2 separate regions of the Rattus norvegicus genome follow, and region 2 is linked to region 1. A link is a contact called in public Hi-C data. All regions are on one chromosome and are shown on one strand. Each heading gives the region's core, a stretch centred on a gene start, on an enhancer-like site or on the middle of the called end of the contact. The rest is flanking DNA. Distances are from core to core; before and after follow the strand shown. Region 1 holds the start of Pcdh17 (protocadherin 17). Region 2 has its middle 240 kb from the start of Pcdh17.

Evidence for each region. A called contact is a pair of places that touch in the nucleus more often than the background predicts.
Region 2: a Hi-C map of Schwann cells shows a contact between it and region 1, with 6 times the contacts expected there. The contact joins the enhancer-like site here to the promoter of Pcdh17 in region 1. A contact is called at or near these places in 2 of 12 Hi-C or Micro-C datasets (Schwann cells and mammary epithelial cells).

Annotation. Positions count from the first base shown.
Region 1 is chr15:66,630,752-66,637,251 of GRCr8, forward strand. Pcdh17 (protocadherin 17) reads left to right here and starts at 2,391. Exons shown (of 6, transcript NM_001107279.1): 1 at 2,391-2,524; 2 at 2,595-5,226. The coding sequence starts at 2,662.
Region 2 is chr15:66,873,527-66,879,902 of GRCr8, forward strand. No RefSeq gene overlaps it. Among named protein-coding and RNA genes, the nearest start is that of Pcdh17, 240 kb to the left of the region's middle. Within about 2 kb of position 1,440, at least 4 of the 93 cell types and tissues checked have an H3K27ac peak or open chromatin away from gene starts, as enhancers often do. A contact at or near this core is called in Schwann cells, where this site is marked.

The sequences.
Region 1 (6,500 bases), core at 1,141-3,640:
CAGCTAGTCAATGACTCTAAAGCTCCGGAGCTGCTGGCCCCGCCCCCGCCTACCGTTTCTCCGCCTCCCATTGGGCGTGGGCCGAGAAGGCAGGGTCTGGCTCCCCACGCCGATTGGCTGGCAGAGAATCAGTATCAATGTTTAAGCGGCGGCGTGAGGTGAATAGAGTCAGTCAGCAAGAGACGCTGGGGAGAGAATCCGGACTGCGAGCCCGGCGGCTGCCGCAGCGGAGGAGGGCAGCTCGGAAACGCTACTCCAACTGTTGAATTGAATTTTCACCTTCCATTTCCTCCGCGTCTTGGCTGGCGGAGATGGATTTATTCGGTTTGAAACCTGCACGTCTTTCTCAGGCTTTGGGGTGATCCTGAAAGGCACCACCGTACCAGACTGAAAGAGACCACTCGTGACAGGAAAAAAAAAAGGAGGAATTAAAAAAAAATAAAGCTCCACAACAGACTATTAGCTATGCACACCGATGCTGGACTTTGTGAACAGAGACCATTGGGAGGAAAATCTTGAACTATGATCCTGGGCTAAGCTGTGATCATTACTGGAAACGTGCCCCTACCCCTAAGACTGAGAGATTTGGGGGCATCTCACGCCTAACCAAGTGGAAAGGTTTTCAAAAACAAATAAATATTCGTAAGCAAAGCAGACGCCTTGTTTTGCAGAGCCTCGGACTCCGGCCGAAAGAGGTAGAGTAAAAGTGCTCCTGGATTCAGCTTTGCCTTCCTCCCCCCACGCTCTTTTTCTCATTTTCTCCTCCCCCCTCCACCCCTCGACGTGAATTTGTGGGGTTTTTTTTTGTTTGTTTGTTTGCTTTTTGTTTTTTTGTTTTTCCTATTGAGTGAGTCAGAGAAAGCCTTAAGAAGAAGCCTCAACTAATGTCTGTGAACGAAGGACCGTGAGGAGAGAGTGAATACGATTCGTTCCTCTGCTTCTGACTCATCCCGCAGATCAGAACACCTGCATTTCTGGATGTGTCATTCCCGTATACCGAGGCGCCTGGAGAAGCGGAAATAATGTGTAGATCAACCCATGCCTAACCTCCCCTTGGAGGTGGAGGTAGTTTCCCCTGGTGGGTGCCCTGGCAGAACCGCGGTGGCTGCAGCTCTTCACCCTCTGCCTTCTCCAAGTCGACCAGAGACCGTGAGAGCCAGACTGCAGAATGCATCACGCCAAGCCTTGATGTATTCCAGCCACCCTACTCCTCCAATTTAAAATACTACTACTAATAATAAGGGGGGAAGCCTACACTGTATTCTCTTCAAATATCCACCACTCTTTTTCCTCGCCAAGGTTTTCTTTTCTAGATGAAAAGGACTGGGAGGCTGGGCCACTGGAAGGAGGTGCTGAATAGAAAGAAAAGAGAGCCACTTGACAGCCCAGCCCTGTGAATGCAGAGACTGTTTCCCTCCTAGCGAGAGACAGGGCGAGTGTGTGTGTGTGCTAGGACTGGGAGGGTAGCTCCCTCCTCCTTTCTCGTCTGCCCCCCCCTCCCCCTTCAAATCTGCACGTCTAACCATGAGTTGCCTGTTGATTTCCTTTCGCCTGGCGAGAGAAGCAAACTGGAATTAAACTGCAGGCAGAAGAGTCTCTGCTTGCAGGAAGAGGATGGGATGGTAGTGGCGGCTCCGGGCTTGGCGTAGAGACACCAGAGTGTTCTACGAACAGACGCGGAGATATATCTCTCTATTTTCTCCTCCCAACAGGCTCTCGGCGCAAATGCTGATCAGGCTGTGGCTTTCTTGATTTTGGGGGAGAACCTTCTCCGAGGAGGAGAAGGAGGAGCTTGGTAAGGGGGAGGAAACTACAAATCGGGACACTTTTTTTTTTCCGCTGCATTTCCTCCCCTCCCTCTGGCTGCTCGGAAAGAAGAGAGAAAAAGAAGAGGAAAAAAAAAAATACTTGGCTCGCAGATGCAGTCCGCTGCCGCCGCCGCTGCCTAAGCCAGCAATGCAAGATTAGATCTTTAAATGCAGCAATACAGTGCCTAAAAGCCGACCATCCTGCACAACGAGCAGACATTTCTCTGTGAGCCAGGGCAGCCTCAAATATACATATGTATCTGTGACTCTTTCTTCGTCCCTACTCATTCCCATCAATCTCGTCACCGAATACCAGTAACTAAAGGATTCCACTTTCTGATCTGCCTGGAGACACACCTCCCGAAGCCCTCCCCCACTCGATTTGAAGAGTATTCTGTAGGCTGCCTGAGGGAGTGGATTTTGCAGCGCCTAGCGGGAGTGAGGAAAACCCACCAATCCTTCGGCTCATTATCATCTCTTCCAGACTCGATTTCCTTTTTATCGCCAGCCTCATCACGCAAGTTTGAACCTCCTGAAGTCCAGGCGGGAGAGACAAAGCCTTGGGCTTGCCCTCAGCCGCAGGGAGTCGCCGCCTTTGCTCGGAGCTGCTGCAGCTTCGCAGCGCGGCTTCATCTCTCTCTGTGCGAATGCTGTAGATCAACAGGTTCGGGCAACTTGAGCGGAATAAGGAGAGACTGCCTGGTGCCGCAGCCCGGGTGCGGAGGGAAGGAAGGACTCGCAGACTTGTGGCTCGCTCCGAGCTCTTACGCTCCGCCCCGGTTCCAGACTGGCGCGCACCCACCAGCTAGCACCTCCAGTCCGGCTGCTCCGGTTCCCACCCCAACGGTCTGGGATGTACCTTTCCATCTGTTGCTGCTTTCTTTTGTGGGCCCCTGCCCTGACACTCAAAAACCTCAACTATTCAGTACCAGAGGAGCAAGGGGCCGGCACGGTGATAGGCAACATCGGCAAGGATGCCCGACTGCAGCCCGGGCTTCCGCCCGCTGAGCGCGGCAGCGGCAGCGGGAGGAGCAAGTCCGGCAGCTACCGGGTGCTGGAGAACTCCGCACCACATCTGCTGGACGTGGATGCTGACAGCGGGCTCCTCTACACCAAACAGCGAATCGACCGTGAGTCCTTATGCCGCCACAATGCCAAGTGCCAGCTCTCCCTAGAGGTGTTCGCTAACGACAAGGAGATTTGCATGATCAAGGTAGAGATCCAGGACATCAACGACAACGCTCCCTCTTTTCCCTCAGATCAGATAGAAATGGACATCTCCGAGAACGCGGCACCCGGCACCCGCTTCCCCCTTACGAGCGCTCACGACCCAGACGCTGGCGAGAACGGGCTCCGCACCTATCTGCTCACCCGCGATGATCATGGCCTCTTTGCACTGGACGTCAAGTCCCGCGGCGACGGCACCAAGTTCCCAGAGCTAGTCATCCAAAAGGCGTTGGACCGCGAGCTGCAGAACCACCACACTCTGGTGCTGACAGCCCTGGATGGCGGGGAGCCTCCACGCTCCGCTACGGTGCAGATCAATGTGAAGGTGATCGATTCCAATGACAACAGTCCAGTCTTCGAGGCTCCATCGTACTTGGTGGAACTGCCCGAGAACGCTCCACTGGGTACGGTGGTCATTGATCTGAACGCCACCGATGCTGATGAAGGACCCAACGGAGAAGTCCTCTACTCCTTTAGTAGCTATGTGCCTGACCGCGTGCGGGAGCTCTTCTCCATCGATCCTAAAACTGGCCTGATCCGCGTTAAGGGCAACCTGGACTATGAGGAGAACGGCATGTTAGAGATCGACGTGCAGGCCAGAGACCTAGGACCTAACCCAATTCCAGCCCATTGCAAGGTCACAGTCAAGCTCATCGACCGCAACGATAACGCGCCGTCCATTGGTTTCGTCTCCGTGCGCCAGGGGGCGCTGAGTGAGGCCGCCCCGCCTGGCACAGTCATCGCCCTAGTTCGGGTCACTGACCGAGACTCAGGCAAGAATGGGCAGCTTCAGTGTCGAGTTCTAGGTGGAGGAGGGACTGGGGGTGGAGGTGGCCTGGGAGGTCCTGGTTCCGTCCCCTTCAAGCTGGAAGAAAACTATGACAACTTCTACACCGTGGTGACTGACCGTCCGCTGGACCGTGAGACACAAGACGAGTACAATGTGACAATAGTGGCCCGGGACGGCGGCTCCCCTCCACTCAACTCCACCAAGTCCTTCGCTGTCAAGATTCTGGATGAGAATGACAACCCGCCTCGTTTCACCAAAGGACTGTACGTGCTCCAAGTACATGAGAACAATATTCCAGGAGAATACCTCGGGTCAGTGCTCGCCCAGGATCCCGACCTAGGCCAAAATGGGACAGTGTCATACTCCATTCTCCCCTCACACATCGGTGACGTGTCCATCTACACCTATGTGTCCGTGAACCCCACTAACGGGGCCATATATGCCCTGCGCTCCTTTAACTATGAACAGACGAAGGCTTTTGAATTCAAGGTGCTGGCTAAGGACTCGGGGGCGCCCGCGCATTTGGAGAGCAACGCCACGGTGAGGGTGACAGTGTTAGACGTGAATGACAACGCTCCAGTGATTGTGCTTCCCACTCTACAGAACGACACCGCTGAACTGCAGGTCCCGCGCAATGCTGGCCTGGGGTACCTGGTAAGCACAGTTCGAGCCCTGGACAGCGACTTTGGAGAGAGCGGGCGCCTCACCTATGAGATTGTGGATGGCAATGATGACCACCTGTTTGAGATCGATCCGTCCAGCGGCGAGATCCGCACGCTGCACCCCTTCTGGGAGGATGTGACCCCGGTGGTGGAGCTTGTGGTGAAGGTGACCGATCATGGCAAGCCCACCCTGTCCGCCGTGGCCAAACTTATCATTCGCTCCGTGAGTGGTTCCCTGCCTGAAGGGGTACCGCGAGTGAATGGTGAGCAGCATCACTGGGACATGTCGCTGCCTCTCATAGTGACACTAAGCACGATTTCGATCATCCTCCTAGCGGCCATGATCACCATCGCTGTCAAATGTAAACGGGAAAACAAGGAGATTCGCACTTACAACTGCCGCATCGCCGAGTACAGCCACCCACAACTAGGCGGGGGGAAGGGCAAGAAGAAGAAAATCAACAAAAACGATATCATGCTGGTGCAGAGCGAGGTGGAAGAGAGGAACGCCATGAACGTCATGAACGTGGTGAGCAGTCCCTCCCTGGCCACCTCCCCTATGTACTTCGACTACCAAACCCGCCTGCCCCTCAGCTCGCCCCGGTCAGAGGTGATGTATCTTAAGCCAGCCTCCAACAACCTGACTGTCCCGCAGGGGCACGCAGGCTGCCACAGCAGCTTCACCGGACAAGGGACCAATTCGAGCGAGACCCCTGCCACTCGGATGTCCATAATTCAGGTAGGAGACTTTTAGAGTAAAGGGGACTTCACTTAAAAGCTCTCGCTGGTGCTGTCCTGAGACCTTTGAATAAGGGGAAACCAGAAGGCCAGCAATAATGCGTGTGGGGTGGGAATTAGTTAATGGAAAGCGGTTCACAGTTTTGACCCTGTGTGCACACCATTCCCTAATCAGAACCCCTCCCTAGTATATAGCTAAAACACACGCCACACCTCTGTTGCATTTTTAAAATGTATTTTTACACATTTTGAAATGATAACAACAGTCAATATTTAAACTTTATCCTATCTGCAGGACTATATTTCTTTCCATAACAGGATTCCCAGAGTAGACCAAAAGGGGGGAAAAAAGTTAATTTCCTTTATGAGTTGTATTCCATTAAAACATTTTATGCTGATATGATATTTATATTCCAAACTGGAGCTAACTTCTTTAATATTGAATAGTCACCAGGTCAGTACTCTAAGCTGTGAGTCAATCTGAAGAAAGTTTTACCTTTGGACACATTAGTTTTATATCTTGAAAGTGTTCTCAGCACATGAATCCCATTTGTTCCTTAACTAAAGTTTCAGCTGCAGCTTGGGAAGTGTGACTCACATGCTAAAGTGCTTTGTACAAGTTAGGCTCAGTGACCAGAAAAAAAAATTCTTTGAAAAAATTTCTCATTGGTTCCAGAGTTTCCTGTGAGCTTCCTGTAGTCACTAGGGCATGAAAAGTCTACCCAAAGTGTCATAAGGTCATTTTTATGCTATTGATGACAGGGAATTAAATTGCAGTGAGTCCCACATGGTTTGTTTCTTGAACTGTTATCTACACATGTTACTAAGCATAAGATGAATGTAAAACCGTTGCCCAAAACGTAGACACTGATTCTTGCAAAGATGGCTATGCTGTGATAGTCCAGTCACCTTCTTGTTCCTTTATTCACTACTGTTGTGCCCCCAAAAATAATTTTTGATTACCATAATATTTAGAACAGGCATGGTTACAAATTCCTCTGAAGGAGCAGGCAATGAAATTTGACATTTGAGGGGGGCAGTTTGAAGTAAATGAAAAGTCATTGGGGTATTATTATGCTTTGAAAAGCTTGTCTCAGTAACGTTACTATTGTTCAGGTGGAGCGTTGAAGACCCATTACCCTGCTAATATTAGTCCATCCATGTCCCAATGCTAAGCAGATACCACTTTCTATGACAGCATAGTGTCCATGTGAACAAGGCTCGTCACGTACGATGTGATTTACTATTAAAGTATAAAATTCCATTTTGATAGTA
Region 2 (6,376 bases), core at 190-2,689, 240 kb after region 1:
TATAAGGACAACACTTGATTGGGGATGGTTCATAGGTTCAGAGGTTCAATCATTATCATCAACATGGGAACATGACAGCATCCTGGCAGTCATGGTGCAGGAGGAGCTGGGAGTTCTAGGTCTTCATCTGAAGACTGCTAGGAGAGTACTGACTTCCAGGCAGCTAGGATGAGGGTCTTAAACCCCACACCCACAGTGGCACACCTATTCCAACAAGGCCACACCTCCAAATAGTGCCACTCTCTAGGCCAAGCATACTCAAACCACGACAATGAGAGTTTGTAAAAGTCTAGTGAATGATGCTAGATCTACATCAAAAGCAACATCCAAGTTGGGATAACTCAGAAGCTTAAACTTCATCTGATCTTAAAGCTGTTGTTACTGCTGCTATTTCTCCTTTTTCTTCTCTTTTTTCTTCTTCCTTTTCTTCTCCTTCGCTTTCTTCCTCTTCCTCCTCCTCTTCCTCATCCTTTTCCTTTTCAGTATACTTATTTAGGATGTGCACTACTTTATTGTTTTACTTTTCATTTTTGATTAAAATGTGATAACATCACTTCTCTCCTTTCCGTCCTTCCTCCAGTCTATTTATGCCCTGCTGAGTTCAATACCACCAGATATATTGCTTTGCTTAGCAATTTCGGTCCATAAAAAAGAAGATTGGGCTTTTGGGAATGACACCTCAGATCACCAGCCTGCCAGCATTCCCAGAAAGGTGTTCCCTTTCTTCCTCATATAGAGTCCTCAAGTTCTGGGTCTATTGTTCTATTGCCAAATTCAGTGATAATGATTAACTTTTCATGTTAAAACCTATGCTAAAAAATGAAAGAAAATTTACTGAATAATTTCAAGAAAAAGCACAGCATACTGTTGTTCAGGAATCTGAAACCTAAGCAAACTTATATTCAATAAATATATCTTTACCTAGTGAGGTCTCTCAGACAGAAGAAAATCTCTGTATAATGAAAACCAATGTGTGATGAACAGTAGTCTTTAAATTTGAGGAACTTTTTCTTCTGTGCTTAAAATCTGTTTACATACAATCCTTGGAATCTTTAAAATATCTATTGAGAAAAAATAAGAAAAAAGTAAGAAGTGTGATTGTAGATTATATAGCTTAATATTGTATTTGTTCCTGAGTTAAATCCACATGGATCAGAAATGTTATTTCTGTATAAATATGAAAAGAATCATAAAAGAAAAGTAGTACTGTGCAATATTTTTAATGATGAAAATGAATTATGTCAGTGAAGAGGTCAATTATGTGACATAAATAGTGTACTTTGAGTTGTCTACAAAGAACTATTTATGCAGCTAGTGAGACACTGGAAGTATTGCGGAGAAAACAGTTGAATCACATTTGGCATCCCTCACTGTGGAGTTAAGAGCTCCACTATTCAACCGATACTTAGCTGAGGCAAGGATCCCCATGAAGTCTATGAAGTGATTCTCTGTTAAACAATAGCTCGCTGAGAATGTTCCTGGTACATTATGCTTAACTGTTACAGCGTTGCACAACTGGTTCTTATTATAAGCGAAGCTTTTCATAAAGAAAACCTTGTGACTTATTAATATGGAAAATCATTATGGAGGAATTTTCACAAAACCAAATGATGACCCTTTCAAGTTGTCCTCAGACAGTCCAGTAGGGAAACATACATTTTCAGGGATACATTCAATTCTAAACCATGTATCATTTTCTTTCCTCTGTCAATGCACTAATTTCCTTGACTTTTCACCTTTATCAAGTCCTCCCTTTAATACCACCCTCTTCATTTTTGTCTTCAATATTTTCTTTTATATATTCCCATAAACATTGCTTTTCTTTCTCTGTTCCAGTCATTTTTCTTATTCCATTTTCTTGGACAGCTTCATCTTATTTCGTTCAAATTTCAAGCTTTATTTTGATTATTCATTGAGAAATGGAGAGCAGAATATACTTAGGGTGGTTTGAAAAAAAGCAGAGCAGAATATAGTTAATAATGATTTTCTACTTAGAAATAAACTTCCTTGTGACAATTCTAAGTATTAAACATTACTGATATCCCTGCGATTATATATTCTTGGTGCTTGCTAAATCATAGTAAAACTATTTTCGGCATTTAGCTCATCTTTTCAAATGAGCATGCAGTGTCTGACTAAATTATGGTTGGTACTGACCTTGCAACCAGAATATGGAAGTTCTAGCTGGCCTGTCTCTCAGTGTTTGCTGAGGTTGAGCAAACTGGCAGTTCATAAGTGTTTGGGGGTGATGATGCACACAGAAAGACATGCATCCAGGACCAGTTGGCCTGTCACTGTGTGCAGCCAAAAAGTCGTCTTGCCAGCTGCTGAGTCCAGAGTTGTTCCTGGCAGACAGAGGCTTCCCTGGAGCAGAAGATATTGAAAGACTTCCCTGTGCATATGGAGGGAGTGTTGATAAAGATCATACCAGGAAGTGAAGGAAGAAAGCATTTCTAATGAATTTCCTACTCCAAGCCCTCACCAAAGACAGGCACAGTTAGACTTACGTCAGGACTTAAGGCATACCTCACTAACTCTGCTTTTCTATAAATAGAGAGTTAAAATGTTTTATAGAAGAAGGCTAAATACAAGTCCAGCAGAATGACTTAGTGGATAAAAGCTGCTTGCTGTCGATCTTGACAACCTGCAGGAAATGAGGAAACGCAGGTTGAGCCCAGGTAAAAGTTGAAGAAAAGACCTGACTTGAAAGTTGTTCTCTGATTTGTTGCACATGCATACCAAGCGCTGACCTGACACTCCTCTTACACATACCACATGCATGATATAATAATAACACCCTTCTTAAAACAGAGACGGCTAATCATAGAAAAGTAAGGTCAGAGTTAAAAGTAAACAGCAGTAGGTGGGGGAAATCATAATGAACATACTATTGCATTTTTGGCAATGCAGGTGGGAATCTAGAGCCTAATGTAGGAACTGACGGGCTAATTTATGGATGAGTAGTACAACTTAAACTAAAACAAACCTTCTCAACCTGTGGGTCGCGACTCTTTTGGGGAAATCGAATAAGCTTTTCTCAGGGATCACCTAAGACCATCAGAAAACAGATATTTATGTTAAGACTAAAACCTAGCAAAATTACACTTATAAAATAGCAACAAAAATATTTTTTACCATCAACAGTGACTGCAGCATGCAAAAATGTATTAGGAATTTTGAGAACCACTGAACTAGAATGTTATGGCCACGATCCCAATCGTTTCCCACTTCTAGATTGACCTAGAACAGTAGCTCCCTGGTTTTGCTGTTATTCTGAAGTCTATCAAATATTTATAAAATGAGGTCTGGCTAGGCAAAGGGATAAGCTTTGAAATTTATAGCTGGCCCTTCTTCCAGCTTATAGTCTCTGCTTTTCAATCAACTATGTGGGAACCGCCATTATTGCACATCGCACTTCACAAAGGCACACCTTTCTGCTTGCATTGCCACCAGATATAAAAGTACGAATCAATGAGCCAAAATTAGCCCTTTTCTCACCCAATTATTTCTGTCAGTGTGTGTGTGTGCGTGTGCGTGTGCATGTGTGTGTGTGTGTGTGTGTGTGTGTGTGTGTGTGTGTGCATACATATATGTTTATGGGTCCCAAGACATCGTCCTTCCTCCCTGTGCTTTCTGCAGTCTCCCTTGACTTATAGACTGGTCTTTCCTAACTATGTCATTGTTATAGTGAGCTTTCTGCTGTCACTGAGGATAGTTTCTAAGTAGAAAAGTATTACATGAAGAATTCTTTTACCGGTTTGTCAATACGTCAATTATATTTCCTTCTTAAAGAACAATGTTGGCTGGCCAGACCACCCAGGGCTTCCAGGGACTAAACCACCAACCAAGGAGTGTACATGGAGAGACCCATGGCTCCAAATACATAGGGAACAGAGGATAGCCTTGTCTGACATCAATAGGATGGGAGGCCCTTCGTCCTGTGGAGTGAGGGGGTGGAGGGAGATACTGAAGTGGTGGAGCAGGAGTGGGTGGATGGGTGGGGAAGCACCCTCATAGAGGCAAAGGGGAGGGGGAAAAGGGTGGAGGAATGGGGAGGTTGTAGAAGGGTAACCAGGAAGGGAGATATCGCTTGAGAGGTAAACAAATTTTTTATATGTATGTAAAATAGAACATTCTCTCTTTAAAACAAAGGAAGTCCTGCCATAAAGGAAAGGCAGCCGCACCTTTGAAGGCATTATGATAAGTAAAGTAAGCAAATATCACAACAAGCAATATAGCATGATCCTAGTTATAGCACACAAACCAACAAACAACATACTTATAAACAGAAGGGAGCAAAGGCACTTGCTCAGTGTTGGAGGAAGGACCTCAAGGAGTTGCCATGTAATAGGTAACAACTGTCAGTTATGCAAGATGATTATGTTACAAGGCTTCCCTTTGTAAAGTCACCAGCCAGAACTGAATGAAAGTGGGCAGTGAATGTGCCTTAAACATTGTTAAGGCTGTATGCTGGCTAGGTAGAAAAACTCATTTCACATTGACATAACAACTATACTACACAACAATTTTTGAACTACTATCTCAGTTACTCAGTTTGTTTTTAACCTGTTTGGTACCTGAGCTTAAACATTGTAGATCTAGTACTGAATGAACCCAAATAATTTTTCCTTATAAGTTGATTAATATTTTTACAAACCCTGGCTACTAAAGTGTAACTAAGTCCAAATTTATCATATACTTTACTTACAACTGCCTTTTTTCCCCCAAATTATTCAGAAACTTCTTCCTAAATTATTAAAAATACCAACATTAACGATGGCAAAGTTGGTGAGACTACATACAGCAAGGCTGCTTTAAACAGAAGGTTCCAACCGACCAGTTCACCTTCTGCTTTGTGTTTGAATTCATTTCCTATTCTTTTCTATTTGTAGGAAAAATGGAAAATAACATCAGAGATATTTGGTTGGGTTTGCTTGTTAATTACATGATTCTGTAAATTCCTTCCTTTACATAAGCCAATTTACAGAGTTTCCGCAATTTGAAACGGTAAGAACCTTCACTCAGGAGATAAAGAATCCAATGAAGTGTGTTTATAAGGAAAGGGCTTAGCTGCAAAATGAGAAACAGGAAATTACAGTGTTTAGGGAGCCAAGAAAAGAACAAGACCTCTTTCTCAAACATCTGAATTTTTCTTTTATTGGTGACGATTTTCAAATATATCATAAGAAGAACATAATCTAGGGGACACATTAATTTTTCACATGTTTTATTTATTTCAGAACATTAGAGGTTATGATATAACTGAGTTCACATATTTCCTGAGTATTTTTTAAATTAACATAATTAAATTATTTCCAAGTTTGATTATGCATATATTTCTGAATTCTGAAAATATATTAGGTCATGACAAAAACTTAAAATATATTTTCTTTTTATTTCCTTATGTATGCATATGTGTATGTTTCAGTGTACTTGTTCATGTGAGTACAATATTGCAGAGCTCAGAAGAAGGTGTCAGAGCTGCTGAAATCACAGCTACAATGTTTGAATCCTCACCATTTGGGTTCTGTTACTAGAACTTGGGTACTTTCTTAACCCCTTGGATATCTCTCTAGGTACCACAAAAAATAAAAGTTGAAAAAAGAAATTAAGAAGTGTTTTGTGGTTTTTAATTTTGTTAACAAATTCTTCTTTGGCTAAGAGCATTCAAGTTATACTATGTTCTTAACTGTCCATTATCAGTATTTGAAATTACAAGCACATTAATATTTAATTAACTTACTCCATAGATATAAATATAGGCACAGATTTGCCAGAGTATTTCTTACATTTGCATTGTATTCAAGTTTAATCCTACTTGTTAAGCAAATGCGAAATCATTGCTGTGGGCTTTAATTTTATTCTTGCTAAAGCTTTTATCTAGAAATCGACCAAAAGACAGGTATGAATGGCTTTGTCTTTAGAGTGCTGCTTCTGGGGAATAGTAGAACCTTCAATAAGTTTGGCCATTTGGAAAGTACTCAGGTCATTAACTGACATGATCTAAAAGAGATTACCAGGGCCAAGGCCATTCTTTTTCCTCTTTATGCCTTTTTTACTATGAAGGGATTTTATTTGTCAGACATTCCCACCATGACATGAAGCCTTTCCACGGTCACAGTGCTTCAGAATCCAACAGCCAGAGATCAGCTTCTCCCAATGTATTAGCCAAAATGGTCATTTCTTTTTTAAAGGATAAATTGACTATCTGAAATATTTTCCTATGACAATAGAAATATAGTGAGAAATATTTGGAACATTTGACAGTTTGGCTTAAAAGAAACATTGCAACGTGAATGTGGTTGCTTGTGATCTTAAGAAGTCTAATTCTTTGCAATGCGGAAATTAGAAAGGTGCCTGCAGGACATTACAGACA